Linked DNA regions of Bicyclus anynana: region 2 is linked to region 1. A link is a contact called in public Hi-C data. All regions are on one chromosome and are shown on one strand. Each heading gives the region's core, a stretch centred on a gene start, on an enhancer-like site or on the middle of the called end of the contact. The rest is flanking DNA. Distances are from core to core; before and after follow the strand shown.

Region 1 (2,573 bases), core at 20-2,519:
ATCAGATTTCTTGCCATCATGCCGACTAGCCGACCTGATGGCTCTTTATGGTGGCAAGAGACCTTTTTATTGTAAAGTTTAAAGAACCATTCCGAAGTAGCCTACCGACAGTCCTTTGTCCTTGATAGCCCAGAGGATAAGACCACTGCCTTCGATTGGGAGGGCGTAGCCAAATCCGGTCAGGGCATGCAACATGCTACTTTCAGATACCTATGTGTAATTTAAACTCTGTACGTATGTGAAGTCTGCTAATCCGCATTGGGCCAGCGTGGTGGACTATTAGTTAAACACGAGAGGGTTACTCTCGTGTTTAACAGTAAGCCGAATATAGGTTGTTAATGATAATGATGATGAGGTATACCGAATTATATGTTTTCAATTTCTGTCTAGTACATTTCATACACTTCACGTTTAACGTTTTAAAGTCCCACTCCAAACACACACACCTTCTAAAGCAATGCTGTTTATAGGTTGTGTGGGTATCTAAAGATTTCCACTTCTTTCAGCCTTATCATTGTAACATAAAGCCCATAAAAATATTATCTGAGGCATAAGACAGAAAATATTATAGGCCAAAAAAGAGCGCAGCGCCATCTTTCTGCGGCCCAGTGAAGCTGCCATCAAGACTACGTTGCCTCAGTGTACACTACGTTGTCAAGAGGGAAATCACGTAGAGGATCGTGCTGCGTCATTTACTAGATTGTTTACACAACCATCACAAGATGGCGCTAATTAACCGACACAACGTATTTGAAAATAAAGTGTATTATTTTAAATTGTGTTTACTTTACTTTTACTGATATTAATTTTTAAACCATAGAGATTATTTTTTTTAATACAACTTTCTGTTCTGAAATATAGTACTTTAGTTAATTATAATTTACAACTTTGAAAACTTATTTACGCTGACTCACCTAAAATAATTTCCTTTTAGAAAATTCGGAAAACCTAAATATAAACGACGAATTATATATATTTTTTGGAAAATTGAAGAGCTGTTTGTAATAATGTGATGTAATTATTAAAAATGCATCTTCACTTGAGTATTAAACTTTTTTAAGACAAACTATCAGCAGACATGACATTGTTAAGCGCACCGGTGATGTAGGTTGCTGCACCACAGGTATATGATACGGCGTTGATAATTTAACACCTTTCTCATTCCATCGCATGACCGAAGTACGTCCACAAGAAAGGGACACAAAATGAGGTACCGCGTCACTGAGCAAACAAGGCATAGCCTTCCGAGTCTCTGAGTAACATTCGACGGGTTGGAAGTTGGAACGAACCGAACCGGCGCCATTACCCTCGACGTATCCGTACGAACGTGACTGTGTCTACTTTTCGCTTGTGTTTTTTCTTCATCGATCGTGTTAGAACATCTTTACTGCGCAGTGTAAGGTAAGGAAGTTTGTTTTATACATTGTATTGGATGCAGTGCATCAGTTTTCGCGGAGTGTGTGCAAAAAAGTTGTTATTCGTGGGCAAAAGGAGCTTTCTCACTTATTTATGCAAAGAATTTAACCGAAGGCGGTGTGTGCATAAAGTGTCGGACTCGGAGGTTTGAAGGCAAGGCGCGGCGAGCGGCACTGCCTTCATTTTCATCGCCCGCGCAGTATGTCGCATCCATGAAAGTGCTCAATTTACAATTTCGTTGTTTTCCCTACGTATGAATCTCGTTCTGTTTTGTGAATCAGAGGTGTACCTTTTTTGTGTCACGTGGTGTTTTCTTTCTGGCAAACAATGGTTGACGCGATACGGTACATTAATACGGTTCGTCCTTTGTGCGCCGTTTTACCTATTTTGCCTTTTAAAACTCCTTGCGTCGGCGCACGGGTCTGTCGACTTAGGTAATCCTCGTCGAGGTTGAGTGCCTTATCTCGTTCTATACCTTTATTGTGAATGTACAGTGTAAACTAATACTTATTGCACACAGTGATCATATGTGTAAAGTCACGTTTATTACATTTTATACAATGGATTAATGTGCGCACTATTATTTATATGTAGGTAGTTTTAAAATGTCTCTTTTTGTAATATCTTTGTGAAATTGATTGATCACCTTTTGTGTTTGGTTTACAACATAATATTAATAGATAAAAATGTTCTTTTCAAGCTGATACTAACGCTATACCTACCTATCTATAGTCATTAACCTTAATTGTCATCAATTGACGAGTAGTGGGGTTTACAGCAGCACTTATAAGCACCTATATAAAAATACTTCCATTATATTAATAACTGTATCTTTAGAGAACTTCCTAATCTTGTCTGCTGTCCATAATATGTTGACTAACATTGAAGTCTTTACAGTTTAAATGCATTGTCATTTCTGTACTTTATGGTACTTTATAGCGAGTGTTGTTTTTTTTTTAATATTTATTAAAGCAAGTTCAATTCGGTCTATATGACTTCGTTAGGAAATATTTTTATACGTAGAAACATATATTATATTAAACATTAAATTCTAAACCTACCTACAAAATGGAAACGAATATTGTTTTTCCTCATACTTCAAAAGTCAGGCCCTACCTACCTGCTAATTTTACCTAGTAGTGATTTATGCCATTCTT
Region 2 (2,573 bases), core at 25-2,524, 160 kb before region 1:
CGTATTGACGAAGACGCTTTCGTAAGAATGTCACGTCTCACATATCTCGATTTATCGGAAAATCGTATAAATAATCTGCCACTTGGAATATTCGCAAAAACAACGGGCCTGGAAGTGATCATTTTATCCAGAAACTATTTCTCAGAAGTGCCTAAATTCCAATCGCCTTCTTTAAGAATTTTACATTTAAGCAATTGTCAAATTACAAACTTAGATACGAACTCCATGACAGAAATGCCTACACTACTCGAAATAAATTTGTCACTGAACGAAATTGAATCTATACCTGATAATTTAGCATCCAATTCCTTGCAGGAATTAGATTTGAGTTATAACGAAATAGCGACAATAAATGACCAATCTTTTTCCTCGTTACCGCATTTAGCAGTATTAGATTTGAGAGGTAATGAGTTTAAAGAGGTGTGGTCAACTTCGCACTTCGCTTCTAATCCATTTTTAAGGGAAGTCCGTGTGAAGGGCAACCGTTGGAGCTGCGAAGGTTTCAGAGTCAATATGCTACTTACATACGAGTTTTTAACAAAAGAACCGCCAAAAGTGCAAGATAGAGGATCACTGATTTGTTATTCACCACAAAATGTGTCGCAATTAAGTTGGCAGCAGGCGTACATACGTACATGGCACGCCGATGAAAATGGGACGCCCTCATACACATTAATGGCAGTACTATTTGGTATGCTTATAGGAACTTTAATAACTTCGTGTGTTTGTCGAGGCATCATGGCCTTAAACCCACCTCAACCTCGACAAACAACCCCGGAAACAACGGCATTGAATGGCAACGCAACACAACGCAGGCCTGATTCAGTGCAGCTAAGAATACCACTGCGAGAGGAACTACCTCCAAGTTACGACGAAGCACTGTTGATGCCTCGTTTGAACGCCTCGTTTCACTCTTTGCCAGATTTCGTTGATGAAGAAGATAGTAATACTAATAATAATAGAAGATATAGAAGGTCGCGATCGATTGGTGATTTGACTGAAACGAGACCAAGAGTCCATGACAGACGGTCAGTGAGACGAACAGTAGATATTAATATAAATTAATTTTAATGGAGACCAGTGTTTTATATTTTATTGCATGTGTTTATAAGTATGGGGTGCAATGTGTTTTATGTGACTGATGACGTTTAATATTAGATTAATTAGATAAGAATTTAAGCAATAAAAAATATTAAATATTGAAAATTGCAATTGTAACTTTATTTTGCAACACATACCGACACCTAGTGGTGCACTACGAAAACATTGTGTACTGTGCACCACGAACCTACAGACGCTTAGTAGTTCTGACTATCCTTGGTAGATGGCGCTGCAATATAAAATTATAATAAAATACGAATATCATTATGAATTTTAATATAATTATAATTATTTTAGCATTTATAAATAATTGCTGAATGAAACAAATATATTTCATTATACAAAGTGCTTTCATGAGTTAGTAGTAGGTAGGTAGGTGCATATAATAATTCTAGTAGATAAATCAATGACCTACTGTTCTAATTTTATTAATATTGCTCATAAAATATTGACTCCTTATGCTTTAGCAAAATTAACAATATAATGATAAATAAACCTGTATGTGATTACCACACCTACCATTATCCTATAGTCCTTATCATTATCAATGATAACACGTCATGTGTTAATTCGGCTCATATAAAGTGATCTGCTGGTTCAAGACACACGTAAACAATAATTATGGTGTCTAAAACTTTTATCTTTTACCTTTATGATTAAATGAGAAAAACTATCAAATTTCCTACCTGTTGTGAAGTTCAAAGAGTGATAGATATAATATAATATAACAGTGATATCTGAAGTGATTTTAAAGATGATCAAATAGTTATATAGGTGATTAATTAACCTAAATATGTGACTAAGGTTCGTATCATTTTTTAACAATTTATATTTTTAGGTCCCAAAGTGCAAAAAAATTATTATTTTTAATAATTTGTAGCAATCGAGAAATTGAAAGGTAAATTTACTTTAAACAAGGCAACTAGTAACAATGTGTATTTTAATGAAATATATTATATTATTCACAAATATCGTTTATTAAGTGCAAGCAAAAATCAATAGGATGGATAATACAGTATAATAGGACCTATTTAGTCTACTATTCTAATATGAATCAGATTTAAATTATTTTGTCGATATTGATAAGCACTTATCGTATCAACATATAACGTATATCAGTCTCTCTTCGAAGTATTACTCATGACACTTATATTATCATAAGCTACCATCTCTTTTATTGCAGAAGAATTCAATACCTTAATGGAAACGGAGGGTTCTTACATTTGTAACACTAACACCAGCTAAAGTAGGTATGTCGACCTAAATTTACGTGAACTACAACTTGGTTTTATCAGCGCTGATAACAAAGATAAAATTGTTGCATTGCAAGTAACTGTGTACTCGCTAATGTTGATATTTCTTTTCCGGCTCTAAAATGTGCTCCTATTTGGAGTAGTGCGCGTGACCAGAAAATTAAAAGGATTTTAGTGCAGGTGTTCATGCTGTGATTCATTTAGCCCTTAATTAGATTT

The links. A called contact is a pair of places that touch in the nucleus more often than the background predicts.
Region 2: a Hi-C map of whole larva shows a contact between it and region 1, with 4 times the contacts expected there. The contact joins the enhancer-like site here to the promoter of LOC112052511 in region 1. A contact is called at or near these places in 2 of 2 Hi-C or Micro-C datasets (whole body and whole larva).

Annotation. Positions count from the first base shown.
Region 1 is chr1:6,728,544-6,731,116 of ilBicAnyn1.1, reverse strand. LOC112052511 reads left to right here and starts at 1,269. Exons shown (of 3, transcript XM_024091624.2): 1 at 1,269-1,401.
Region 2 is chr1:6,889,457-6,892,029 of ilBicAnyn1.1, reverse strand. It overlaps LOC112046156, which reads left to right. Exons shown (of 5, transcript XM_052881702.1): 3 at 1-1,052. Among protein-coding and RNA genes, the nearest start is that of LOC112046156, 4.7 kb to the left of the region's middle. Within about 2 kb of position 1,274, at least 6 of the 8 cell types and tissues checked have open chromatin away from gene starts, as enhancers often do.